Linked DNA regions of Mus musculus: region 1 is linked to region 2. Evidence: chromatin contacts called from public promoter capture Hi-C data. All regions are on one chromosome and are shown on one strand. Each heading gives the region's core, a stretch centred on a gene start, on an enhancer-like site or on the middle of the called end of the contact. The rest is flanking DNA. Distances are from core to core; before and after follow the strand shown.

Region 1 (6,646 bases), core at 3,058-5,557, 49 kb after region 2:
AAGACAATAGGCCTGTATAAACTCTAACATCTTATTAGGTCTTTACTTTTACTTAGAAATGTTTTCTGAACTGGTCTATCAGGTAAACATCCATCTAAACAATTTACAATTAACACTTATTAGGAATTTACTATTTTAGTCAATTTAATCCCACAAGTCAAGAGGTAGAGACAGGCAGATCTGTCAATTCAAGGACAGCCTGTATGCATAGCAAGTTCCAGGACAGCCAGGGAAGGAAGTTAAGGAAGTCAGTTCTGTTCTTGCACCCCAGGGGTCCTGCAGTCAAAGATGGCTGGCAAAGCACTGAGCTGAGCCATCTTTCTGGCACTTAGTCTATTATCCTTGAACAAAGACTGCTATTTTATATAGAGATAGATCGCATGAACATGATAAAAATTATTTACCAAGCTGTTTTGCTTATTTTTTATTATCACTCCAAACACTGAGCAAAGCACTTCCATCTGAATCCCAAATCTTACATTTTGTTTTGAGGGTCTCCCTGTGCAGCCCTGGCTGTCTTGATTTGCTGCAGTACTTATTCTGCCGTCCAGATGCTGAGATTACAGGTGTGCAATACTATACTCAGTCATACGTTCCAATATTCTTCACAGGCAAAATGAAAGGACACGGAAGAAGAAACAGAGGAACCAAATTCCAGTGCCTAAAGTTAAAAGGCAGTTCTAACTAGAAGATTATAAAAAGTATTTCAAATTTGATAGTCCCTCAACCATGACTACAAAAGCAGAGTACCTGAGTGAAATTACTTTGTGCCTCCAGACACTTGGATCCTGTACTCTATTGCCAAATCAAACATCTTACAATATAAAGTATCTTTCACAGAAGCCTGCAGTTTAGCAACATTTTTAAGACCCAGAAATGGAAAGCTGAGCCATAAACTCTTTTTTTTTTTTTTTAAGATTTATTTATTATGTATACAGCATTCTGCCTGCCTGCAGGCCAGAAGAGGGCACCACATCTCACCACATCTCATGTGGTGGCTGGTTGTGAGCCACCACATGGTTGCTGGGAATTGAACTCAGAACCTTTAGAAGAGCAGCCAGTGCTCTCTTACCACTGAGCCATCTCCCCAGCCCTCTACTGTCTCTTCTTTTTAGGCCAGGCCTGAGACAATCCAGAGGTCTAGCCAAACCAGGTGTTAGCACACACCTTAATTTCTCTGAGCTGAGGCCAGCCATGTCTCCTGAGGCAGCTAGGGCTGTTGTACACAGAAACCTTGTATCCATAAAGAGAGAGAGAGAGAGAGAGAGAGAGAGAGAGAGAGAGAGAGAGAAAGGGAGAAAGAAAGAAAGAAAGAAAGGAAGAGAAAGAAAGAAAGAAAGAAAGAAAGAAAGAAAGAAAGGAAGGAAGAGAAAGAAAGAAAGAAAGAAAGAAAGAAAGAAAGGAAGGAAAAGCCAAAAGAAAGAGAAAGAAAGAAAGAAAGAAAGAAAGAAAGAGAGAGAGAAAGAAAGAAAAGAAAAGAAAAGAAAAGAAAAGAAAAGAAGGAAGGGGAAGGAAGGAAGGAAGGAAGGGAGGGAGAGAGGGAGGGAGGGAGGGAGAAAGAAAAGAAAAGAAAAGTATGAAAAGCCTAAACCAGGCATATGGTAGCACACGCCTTTAATCCCTGCACTCGCACTCGGGAGGCAGAGGCAGGGGGATTTCTGAGTTTTGAGCCTGGTCTACAGAATGAGTTCCAGGACAGCCAGGGGTACACAGAGAAACCCTGTCTCGGCTGTCAGCTGGTAAAGCACCCGCTATACAAATTTAATGATGCCCATTACTCTACAAAGCTGTTCCTGACCTCGGACACTCAGTCACTGTGCTTTAGGGCATGTGTGTACACCCACCTCCACATCATACAAATATAATAAAAAATTTTAAAAGCATAACATTTTGGGAGACAGGAGATGAGACAGTGGTTGAGAGCATCAGCTGCTCCTGCAGAGGACTAGGGCTCAGCATCCATACTGTGGTTCACAACCATCTGTGACTCCGGTTTCAAGAAACCTAGCGCCTTCTCCCAGTCTCTGTTGGCACTGCATACATATGATATGCATACATGTAGGAAACACATTCATTCACATAAAAATAAATAACTTTTAAAAACCCAGACAATTTTAAAAGTGAAGAATGAATCAAGAGTTATCCAAAGAGTATCCTACTGAAGTTAAAAAAAAAAATTACAGGGATTCCTGAACCATTTTCCTATCATAGCCACCTTCAGGAGAGTGGCTCACACCTTTAGTCCCAGCACTCAAGAGGCAGAGGCAGGGGATCTCTGAGTTTGATGACAGCCTGGTCTACACAGTGAGTTCCAACACAGTGAAGGCTTCAAAAGAGAAACCCTGTCTCAAAATGAGTGAGTTTGTATAAAATGAGGAGGGGGCTGGATAGAGCTGGCCCAGCAGTTAAGAGCAGGTACTGCTCCTCCACAGGTCCTGGGTTTGATTCCCAGCACCCACATCCCAGCTCCTGACTGTCGTTTGCTCCACCTCCCAGAGGTAGTACCCAATCCCTAGGAGTTCAAAAACTAAAAACCAACACTTCCCACCTCACCTTACTGGGTCAGAATAATCTCCTTAGCCAGGGAACTGCAGGCTTCCTATGAAAAACTAGCAAGGAGGCGATAAAAGGTGGGCAACTGTGTACATTTCCATGAAAAACTATTTTGCAGAGCAAACTTTGTTGTCCTTCAAAAATCTCCAGGGAGAGAAGGCAGTCCTAATCCTAAACTTTCTATCTTCCCCACTTAATTTAGACCTCAACGACACAGCACAGCACCGGACTCTCTACACTAGTGGTGTGGAAGTCAGTCCCAACAAAACAACTACAACCCCTCAAGCTCAGCCGGGGTGTGTGTGTGTGTGTGTGTGTGTGTGTGTGTGTGTGTGTGTGTGTGTGAGAGAGAGAGAGAGAGAGAGAGAGAGAGAGAACCTAGAAGCTTGCTGAGACTTTTGAATGAGAATGAAAAGATTTAGGATGCTTCCATTAAGGCCTGAGGCTTTTCATTTTGCTTCAGAGAGTTGGCAGAATTATTCTGAAGAGGAAGGCAAGCCTCGTCCAGAATGCCCTGCCCCGGTCTCTGGTGGGCGGCCCCCCAGGATCCAGCCCATCCATAATTTATTATCAAGTGCCCATGCCAACAAATTAATGCACAATGATTCCCTCCCCTGCTCTCCCACAAGGAGGCAACCTTTAAGTCTGAACAATGTGCCCAGAGAAGGAACTGACGGGCAGACACAAGCCTCATCCAAGGGAAAGATAAGCTTGCATTTTTCTCTTTTCCACACCTTTTCCTCTGGCCCATTCTCTCCACTCAACTCAACGCTGTAGAAAATGCAAGTCTAGGACCTGCTCTTAGCGTCTTGGTGCCCTTCCCTTTGTCCATAGCCACGTTCTTCAGAGACGCCAACGCTTTATGGCTTTGGGTTTCCTTAAGATCCGTATATACATGATGAAAGGCAACGTCAGCCTGGGAGCTATGGAAAGGATAACGAGTCACTCTGCCATGAGTAACTCAAACCTGGAGACCACAGGCTCTGACCCGCTAAGTGGACATGGACCACAAGGGCTGGGGAGAGGAAACACACCTCCAAGGAAACTACTCACTGACAGATGTACCTGGCTGGCGGTAGGCCATCGGCCAAGTCACCAACGCCTGGGCCTCGTCGCCGAATGAAGTGGGTGACCCTTAAGGCTAGCCTCTACCAATCCTTTCAGAGCCCTGACACGGGTCTTTGGGAAGTATAAGCGAAGGCAACAGAGAAGTTTCGAATGAGGAGACAATTTTCGACGAGAAGGGCAAAGAGCGTGATCCGTTAAAAAAAAAAAAAAGGCACAACCCAGTCACAGGCTTGGGCCTAGAGGTCCCACCCCGGGGATGGAGGGAAAAGGCGACAGCTGAGGCAGGAGGCCGGGCCAGGGGACCCGCGGGCCGCTCAGCCGCTGGCCAGGGTGGAACCAGGGCGCCGCAGGGCAGCGGCGACGGCGCGGGGCCCCGGAGGCCCTGCAGGGCGACAGCGCGGGGCGCGGCGGGGGAGGGGCGGCGTGGGGGAGGGGAGCCGGGCCTCACAATACCGGCTCGCCCGCGCGTCCCACCCGTCACGACGAGGCCCCGGCTCCGCGGTCCCCACGATGCACTCACACAGGCAGAGGGTCCGTGCGGGGCCCTCAGCGGCTGCGGCGTCGGCGGGTTGCGCTTCAGTCGCTCGCTTGATCCCGACGGCCGCGTTCCGGCGCGCGTCCCCTCCTCGGGCCCCAGCACCAAGCAGCAGCGCCTCCACTTCCGGTCCCCCTGCCACTCGGGCAAATGGCTTCCGGAAGTCCCGCCCCTGGCTGCGGGGCTAGTTGCGGGGCGGGTGCGCCTCACTTTCCCTCGCAGTGCGCGCTCTTTGCTTGGCGCACAGGTCTACCGTCCCTGCCAAGTACTGACTTTGTTCTCTTTCTTTCCCCGACTTGAGCCTCCATCTTTCCTGTAACTGCCTTCCTGTCCTGATAGGATGACGGAAACTATCCGGAGATGGCCTTAGAGACAGTGTAGCTTGACCTCTCGCTGACGCTACTCCCTTCTTAGCCACTGATTTCCTCCACCGATGGGATAAACCAGATTGCAGAGAATGGGGAGAAATAGGCCCGAAGTTAAAAGGGGCAACCCCTACATTTACCAGCAGAATTTCTATGATGATACTCAGAATTGTGTGATAGATACCACTCGGGGAATAACAGAAACCCCAGTCTTTACCTTAGAAATCCATCCAGTTTAGGGGAGTACATAGAGAGTCAATGTAGAGATTAGATGCTAACGGCTGGATAAGTGCAGGACAGATCAGCGCCAAGAGGAGGGGCAAGAGATTGCGTCATCATTAGCAGGGAAACTTGGTGGAGCAGTGCCAGGGCTGGCTCTTTAATGATGGATAGGATTCATTCAAACTCATAATAGTGAATTGCAGAGCATTCCAGGACTCTGAAACTGATTGAGAATGTTCTTGAAACCTGTAAGCCTAAATTATCGAGATAATAAAATAAAATTTCAAATCACTTATGTGCTGCTTGTATTATCTCGAATGCAAAATAAAAATTTCAAGATAATGACTTTGTCACTGCCTCCATAACTCTTCTGCAGATATTCCAGTTACATATGGTACACTAGCAAGATCTCAGTAAGTGCTGTTTTAAGTGTTTTGATCAAGAGAATATCGTAAAGGGTTATTTAAACAGTTTAGTATTAAATACACTGTTAAGAGAAACAACTTGAATTGGTTTCCAATGATAAAGCCCTATGTCTGGGTTGTTTTTGTCAATGACACAAATCAGGGTCATTTGAGGAAGGGAACTTTAAAAATGCCTTCATCCGATTGGCATGTAGGCAGTCTATGAGGGTATTTTCTTGATTAATAATTGATGGGCGTATCCCACTGTGAGTGGTGCCACTTGGCGAAGGTGGCCCTGAGTTGAGTTGTATAAGAGCACACAGTCAGTCAGTAAGAAACGACATTCTATAGCTCCAGTTCCTACCCTGACTTCTCTCTGTGACAGCTGTGATCTGAGAGCTGTAAAGGAAGTAAGTCCTTTCCTCTCCACTTGGCTTTTAGTCATGGTGTTCCCCCTTCTCTCTCTCTCTCTCTCTCTCTCTCTCTCTCTGTCTCTCTGACACACACACACATTTTGATACTATCTTTTATTCATAAGAAACCTTGATTGATTGCTTGCTCTTAAAATGAAAAACGTAGCCCAGGATAGCCTCCACTTCACTCTGCAGCTATGAACGTAGGACCTTCCTGCTTCCTCCCTTCCTGGGTGCCACCATGCTTGGGTCTCACACAGTCCTTCAGGATTGAGTACAGGGCTTTATGCGTCTTAGACAAAAACTATCAACTGAGCTACATTCTCAGCTCTACAAAACTTTTCTTCAAGCCCTTAAGGCTCCTCATTTTTGGTTGTACTATAGATTGAACCCAAGGAGACATTCTATATTTGAAAATCCTGGGGGTTGGCGAGATGGTTCAGCAGTTAAGAGCACTGACTGGCTGGGTTGTGGTGGCGCAAGCCTTTAATCCCAGCACTTGGGAGGCAGAGGCAGGCGGATTTCTGAGTTCGAGGCCAGCCTGGTCTACAGAGTGAGTTCCAGGACAGCCAGGGCTATACAGAGAAACCCTGTCTCAACCCCCCCCCCCCCGCAAAACAAACAAACAAACACACAAAACAAAAACAAAAAAAAAAACAAAAAAAACCAAAGCACTGACTGCTTTTCCGAAGGTCCTGAGTTCAAATCCCAGCAACCACATGATGGCTGGCAACCATCCGTAATGAGATTTGATGCCCTCTTCTGGTGTGTCTGAAGACAGCTACAGTGTACTTACATAAAATAAATTAATCTTTGGGCTGGAGTGACTGGGACTGGAGTGAGTAGAGGTCCTGAGTTCAATTCCCAGCACCCACATGATGGCTCACAACCATCTGTATAGCTACAGTGTACTCATATACATAAAATAAATAAATAAATAAATCTTAAAAAAAAAAAAAAAAGAACGCCGGGCGTGGTGGTGCATGCCTTTAATCCCAGCACTCGGGAGGCAGAGACAGGTGGATTTCTGAGTTCGAGGCCAGCCTGGTCTACAAAAGTGAGTTCCAGGACAGCCAGGGCTATACA
Region 2 (7,242 bases), core at 4,325-6,824:
CTGTGAAGTCCCTCTTATGCTCCTGGGCTTTCCTAGAAGAAAAGGAACCAGGGTAAGGCTTGCTAGAACTTAGTGTTCTCCAACTGTTTCCTGATCCCTGCTGCTTCCCTGTTCGACTCCCTTCCTTTCCTGTTTGTCTTCTCTTTTTTTCCCCTGAGTTTGGCTCCAGGAGTTAGGGAGCCTGGTGGAGCACACGCTGGCAAAAGGTAGGAATGCAGAAGTAGGACCTCATTTCCCCTAGTCCAACACCCTTACCTGGGACGTCCCTGGCTCTGCTACACCTGATCTTTACCACAACTGACCAGCCCAAGCCACCCCAACCCCACAGAGAGACCCAGTGGACACATACTTCATAAACCAGTTGGGATCTCCACGGTAGTTTCCATCGTTTTTGGTCACAGCCAAACTGCCCAAAGCCATTAGAGTCCTCTGCACTGCTGCCATATCCTTACCTATGAGAAGAGTGGCCAGGGAGCTAATTTCAGGACCATATAGGCAATACCTGCCCAGCTTCAAAAATGGTCCAACCAAGAGCAAGTGGCACCAAATCAAGAGGGTTCAAGAGACCATATTCTAAACCCTAGTGAGTATGGTGTGGTATATATTTGATATTCTAGGATCCAAAACAGGCCCTTGTACCCAGAAGGGAAATGCTGTACCACCAAGCTGGTCCCCTTGCTATGTGTTCTCTTGGCATATCCCATTCCTGCTATGAACACATCAACAGAGCTGGTTGTGGCTTTTGATATTCCTTCTCCTTGACTGATAATCTTGCTCTCCACTCGCCCACTGGCTCCAGCCCTTTTTTCCTTATACCTTCATAGAGGTCAACAGTCTGGAACATGTCAGTCTTGATGACTCCATAATCTTCAGCTGCCTTCAAGAATTGAGCCACCTGTTCCATCTGCTTAAAGACCATGGAGGGTGGGTTCTCAGGCACCTTCACTGGCTTCGATCCCTCAGGATACAGGCTGTTCACCAATTTGCTCAGAATCTGCCAGGTACAGAACACAACTGAACACTCAGCTCAGGGAGTCTGTCTCACAGTTTGTAGGGTGGCATACACATCCCTAGATTCCCTTCGCAAGGGTTACTCACCACACCATTCTTCAGCCACACCTGGAAGCCCAGGCGCCCACGATCTGGGCGGCCTACATCAGGGCCACACTGCACTACAATCCACTCCACTAGTCGCTCCTCCAGCTCCTCGTCATACTTCTTCTCAATTTTGGACTGCACTTCTCGGCTCATGCCGTAGGATGGACCCTTGTTGGCCATGTTGAGGCAGAGCTAAAGTATAGAGTGTGGAGAAAAGAACAAAGAGCCAGCAAGTTACTTTACTTCATTTGTGCTAAGCAGGCCTTCCACTCTGAGGGACCCTAGACATCATAGCATGACCTAGACCAGCTTTACCCACTTGCTGCAGAGACCCCTCTGAACTTGAACCTCAGAAAACAAGGTCTTAGATATTTGTCAGTCTAGAGCAAGAGTCTGTCAACTTTTTATGTAAAACAGCAGAGTAAATATTTTAGACTTTACAGACCATATGGCCTCTATTGTATGAAAATAGCCTAGCTGATACATAACCAATGTGTGCCAATAAAATTTTGTTTATAAAAACAGACATCAGGCTGCCTTTGGCCTGTGGACTATTTTGACAACCCCTGGCCTAGAGCCAACCTCCTGTCCCTCATTGCTTGCTTCTTTCTGCAGTACTGGTGGAGCCCAGGGCTTCACATAGAAAGGGAAGTATGCATTGCTAAGCTTTGTCCTCGGCCTTCTCTTTGTTTTATAGTTTGTGTTTTTGTTGGGTTTTCCTCCCCCACACCCCCAGAAAGGGTTGCACTGTCTGGCCTCTGCTGTTGTAGAACTTTCCTGTAGACTGGCCTCCAACTAACAGAGATCTTGCCTGCTTCAGCCTCCTGAGTGCTGGGATTAAAGGCGTGCTTCAACAGAGTCTGGCTTGTTTCATAGTTTTGAGGCAATGTCTCACTAATTTTGTACAGAAAGGCCTCGAACAGGAAGCCCTGCATCACCCGGGCTGGCTATCAGAGCATTTTTACTTTGCCAAGACTAGCCAGAAAAGCACTAGAGAGGTTTTCCAGAAGCCATGTCCTCCAAATTCAGCCAGTAGCTATCTTTCTCTAGCTACCGGTTGCCACCAAATCTTTACCCTCTGACCCAGAAGCCAGAAGAGCAAAGTTCATCCCCCAAAGCGCAGCTGACAAAAAGACCTGATAAAGCCACCAGAGTCCAAGGGTTCTCAGAAAACAGCGGCATTCTCAGGGAGACCCAGATGGAAGTGCGCTGTTGTGCCCGTGTGGGCCAGCTCTGACTGTTGCAGCAGTGAGAGAAACCATGCAGTCAAAGTCCTCCAGGGCAGAGAATCTGCTAGCCAGAGCATGGGAAGCCTGGCCTGTATGCCAGCTGTTGCCTCAAAGGCCTATGTCCGGCAGCTCTCTGGGGACCCAGACACGGAGGAAGGCTATAGGAGCAAAGCAGGCAGGTAGGTCCCTGGGTAGATACAGTCAGGGCTGGAGCCAGACCTAGTCAGCAGGGATAGCCTGAGTGGGATGCCATCTGTTGAGGTATCTGAAGAATTTTGCAAACCAACCCCTGCTTCTGAGAGGTCATTGGTTGAGAGAAAAATTGTGTGAGCATGGAGCAGATGACAGGCTCCCCCACCTCCTTCCCATGAAAGCGGGGACCTTCTCCACATCACAGCCGTGGAGGTGGTAGGGAGTGGAGCAAACATTACCACATGGCTCTGGTCCCGGGCCAGCTGTCAGACTCTAAACATCTTGCTTTCCCTTCCCCTGTGCTGTCACCCCCTTCAGTTATGAGTTCTCTGCTTGTGAAGTGGGAGCAAACCTGGAAGATGCAGTCTGTGAACTACAGTGCACCTGGAGCTTAATAGAGCTCTTCGAGATGGGGTGTGTGTGTGTGTGTGTGTGTGTGTGTGTGTGTGTGTGTGTATTGCAGGGTGGAAGGGAGGGGGTACTTTAACCAGTGAGTTTACACAGTAAACTGATCTTCCCTTCTCCAGTTCCCACCACCTTCTCCAAAGCATTCCCTGAGCCCAACACCAACATTGAGAGAAAAACAGAATAACCAGAAGACCTCATTGAAATGACAACCCTATAGGCAACTTACTTCCCTGAGGTGAAGGAAAGGGGACATGGACACGGCTTTCTGAGTACCCTCTCAAGCTACCCTGGAGGACTCAAAAGCCTGGTTTCTGTTGGGAAGTTGTCAACAGCTATTCCCTCCCACACCCCACTGTGTGGCCTGCCCCCTCCCCCCAACCCCCGACCACCACCACCACCAGGAACCGCTGCGACAAGGAACCACAAAAGTCACAGAGTCATGGAGCCGGTGACTGCGGAGCCCCTTCCTCCTAGCCTCTACTCAGCCTGTCTCAAGCACCTTACAGTTTCCTTCTACTCCTGACTGGACAGTGGTGGCGCACGCCTTTAGTCCCAGCACTCGGGAGGCAGAGGCAGGCAGATTTCTGAGTTGGAGGCCAGCCTGATCTACAAAGTGAGTTCCAGGATAGCTAGGGCTATACAGAGAAACCCTGTCTCAAAACAAAAAACCAAACATCACTAGCCACTAGAGGAAAAGATGGGAGGAGAGTGTCCTCACATGCACTTCTCAGTCTCCAGAAAGTTCTGAACTGCAGGACTAAGAACAAGCCGTAGCAACAAGAGCATACACTGCAGCCTTGACATCTGTCAGGTCTGGGTCAGGTCATGCTCTCAAGATTCCATGTGCCCTTCTTCCCAGACTGGTGGGAAGTATGAAGTAGAAAGTCCAAAGAAGGGCTGGAGAGATGGCTCAGCCGTTAAAGGCTAGGCTCACAACCAAAAATACAAGAAAGTCCAGAGAAGTCTCTTTGAGAAGAGGCCAGGAGAGCAAATAAAATATATATGTATGTCCAAATGCCATGATGAAATGTATTACTTTGTATGCTAACTTAAAACAAACAAAAAAACAAAACCAAAAAAAAAAATCACTATAAGAAAAATCAAGCTGTCATCTTAGAGGCAGCAGAGAGGAGAGAGGGATATGGGTGGTGGTTTGGCAGCCCACCAGGGTATTTCTAGACAAAAGCTCCAACGCAAAACACCTGCATGATGCGCAGCTTGGATGCCTGTGGCCATCCAGCCCTCCTGTCAGCAGGTAGAGAGGTTAGGCTGTGGAAAGGGGCCTCCATGTAGCAGAGACCCTGGACAACAAGCAGAACCAGGGTATATCTGCCTGTGGTACCTCAGCCCATAAAATGACAGTAAGGGTGAGCATTTCTGCATCCCTGAGAGATCACACCTAAATTCCAGAAGACTAGTCCTCTTATATAGATGTGGCAACAGCCCACTGACATCCTTTAGAGAGCCCCAAGGGGAACCACCAAGACCCTTTGGGAGGAACAGGGGTCCCAGGGCTGTCCAGTCCCAGTTCCAAAGCTCCTCCACCTGTCACCTATCTGTCACCTATCTGCCACCTGTCACCTATCTGCCTACAGTGGACTGACCTCCTACTTTCAAACTGGACCAAGCTGCCATGAAAAAGCAAACCTTAGCTGGGCAGTGGTGGCACACGCCTTTAATCCCAGCACTTGGGAGGCAGAGGCAGGTAGATTTCTGAGTTCGAGGCCAGCCTGGTCTAAAGAGTGAGTTCCAGAACAGCCAGGGCTACACAGAGAAACCCTGTCTAAAGAAAAGAAAGAAAAAAAGAAAAAGAAAATTAGAAAGAGAGAGTGAAAGAGAGAAAAGGAAAGAAAGAGAGAGAGAGAGAGAGAGAGAGAGAGAGAGAGAGAGAGAGAGAGAGAGAAAAGGAAAGAAAAAGCAGGCCCTATCCCAGGCTAGTCTGAAGCATTAAACTTCTGTGGTAGATGGAGCACATGCCTGCCACACATAGCGCCCTGGGGTTTGATCCCTAGCGCTACAAAAAATAAGATCTTTAGTCCTCCACTGCCTGAGGGGGCTACCTCCTGGCTCCCCCGAGTTGCATTAGCCCTGGGGACCATCAGTGGGTCACTGCTTTCCAGAACTTAGCCCCTCACCTTCTTGGAGATCCAAAGATGGAGTTGTTCCCTTGGCCTCATTTGTCACCTCTTTGGGCCTAACACATAGCCCATACACCTATGGGTGGGACAGTGACTGAAATTTGAGCCTCCCTCTCACCCCATTTATTCTTTTGCCCCAGTCAAATCATCCTAGGCATTTTAACCCAGACTTTTTGTCTAACACAGAGAATGGTCTCTAGGGACCCAATTCCACCCAGCAAACTAGAAGAGACTAGGGGATCTAATTGAGCCCACAGCCCTTCTGCTCCCATGACTTGCACTTACAAGGCTTGGTCGTTTGTGGACTGGAAGGAGAGTAGCTTCGGTGTCTGGGCTGGGGCAGACGGGCCGGGGCGCCGGCTGGGTGAGGGGTTTAAAGGCCGCCTAGGCAGTGATGTCACCCCTCTGCCGCCCGCTGGCGCCCCTCCCTGCCCATGGAAGTCTGCTTGGCTCACCACCCCGGGCCGCCCCACTCACTCCACACAGGCTCCATATTTGGGGAAAGACACCAAGTTGGAGCAGTCTGTCGGGGGCAGCCGGAGACATTCTCTGCATGCTTTGGAGATGCTGCGGGGGTCGGGGCGGGGCGGTGCTGAGGGCGGCCGGGAAAAACCTTTTATGGGCAGGACCCTGAAACCCTTCCTTGTTACCCGGACTTGGGTCTGCTCTTCAATGAGAAAGAAAGGGGGAGGCATTCTAGAGTTTGGCCCGACAAAGGAACCTGCAAGGGACAAACAAGCCACCTTCTTGCAAGGCTTTAAAATCGAGTTGGTGGGAACTAGTCTTGACTGCAGCCTGGCTGCACAACCAGGCACTATGCAAACGCCTTCCTTTCACGTTCCCCTTTATTATGAGATAGCAGTTACCACTCCATTTAACAGTTGAGAAAATTGAGGTTCAAAGTGGCCTTTCCAAGGCTACCAAGTGCATGGCAGAACATGGGTCATCCTGCCCACAGGTATGGTATGCTTCTAGCGGGTGCTTCTCTAGGGAGTGCCTTGTTTAGCAGCAAGTCAACCCTGGCCCCTTCTAGAGCGGTGACAATGGGCGGATGTTTAAGGCCTGGCAAGGCTGGAGACACTAGGGTAAGAGGACTAGGACAGTGTCACCCTCCCTCCCTTCAAAATAGTCCTTATCGTGAAAGATCCTACCACCTCAGAAAGGGTCCCCACTTATCTTGCACCTAGCTTCAGTGGTCTTGGGAAGGGACAGGTGAGACAGGCTCAGGGTTAGGGTTAAAGACAACTGCTATCACACCTGATGGTCTGAGTTCAGTACCCAAGACCAAACACAGTGGAGACAGAACCAGCTCTCCTCTGCCCCTATCTGTGCTATGTCTCACACACTCACTGAATGCAACTTCTTAAAAGGTAAGGCTTTAGTGGTGTCTCTGAGTCCCATCCCCAATTCTGGAAACCTCAGGAAACAGAGAGAGGGAGAGGGAGAGGGAGAAAGGAGTAGAGAGAGGGAAGGAGAGAACCCTCAGGCAGGGTCAGTCTCACCCAGAACTGGCTGCAGGCCAGAGAGGTGCAGCCTCAGACGCTCAATCCACTACAGCCAGCCTGGCTGGTTTAAGCTATTGGTGCATAGAACTCCAGCACCTCCTTGTGGCATCTGAAGGAAGGGTCATAATAAGCTGGAGCTCCTCTAGAGCTCTTGCTTTCCAGCCACTGATTACGTCCTGAATTCACTAGACAGGATTCCCCAAATCCCGTCCTTTTTATAATCTAAATAAAATCTCCCTCCTCGATGGGCACACGCCTTTAATCCCAGCACTCGGGAGGCAGAGGCAGGCAGATTTCTGAGTTCAAGGCCAGCCTGGTCTACAGAGTGGGTTCCAGGAGGGCCAGGGCCACACAGAGAAACCCTGTCTCAAAAAAAACAAACCAAAACCACCCCCCCCCCAAACAACAACAACCCCCCCTCCTCTTAGATCCTGCTTGCCATCCATTCCTGAACAGCCTTTAAAACCTTGGCCTGCAAGGGCTCTGCCCACTTGAGGTGCATCATGGCACAGCCTGGACACCCATCTGCAGAGCTGGCTGGAAAGGATACTGACGTTTACATACGTGGTGGGTAGTCAGGTGCTGTGTGCCTGCTGAAGGGAGGGGTTATCAGGAGAGGGCACAGACACACTTTCAGTATCCTGCTCCTGTAAGCAATGCTTGGAGCAAGGG

Evidence for each region. Capture Hi-C pulls out chosen DNA fragments and counts their contacts.
Region 1: a contact with region 2 is called in a promoter capture Hi-C map of liver. The contact joins the promoter of Pafah1b2 here to the promoter of Tagln in region 2. A contact is called at or near these places in 6 of 39 promoter capture datasets (embryonic stem cells, erythroid cells, liver and 1 more), 1 of 15 datasets of contacts at CTCF or cohesin (large pre-B cells), 9 of 484 Hi-C or Micro-C datasets (CD4 T cells, CD8 T cells, double positive thymocytes and 5 more), 9 of 115 datasets of contacts at active chromatin or transcription factors (CD8 T cells, the SCID.adh cell line, embryonic stem cells and 4 more) and 3 of 9 other capture datasets (adipose tissue, liver and pancreatic islet).

What each region holds. Positions count from the first base shown.
Region 1 is chr9:45,980,564-45,987,209 of GRCm38.p6, forward strand. It overlaps Pafah1b2 (platelet-activating factor acetylhydrolase, isoform 1b, subunit 2), which reads right to left and starts at 4,308. Exons shown (of 6, transcript NM_008775.3): 1 at 4,142-4,308.
Region 2 is chr9:45,930,484-45,937,725 of GRCm38.p6, forward strand. Tagln (transgelin) reads right to left here and starts at 5,575. Exons shown (of 5, transcript NM_011526.5): 1 at 5,351-5,575; 2 at 1,099-1,290; 3 at 817-994; 4 at 350-452; 5 at 1-32. The coding sequence starts at 1,278. It also overlaps a transcript of Pcsk7 not described here.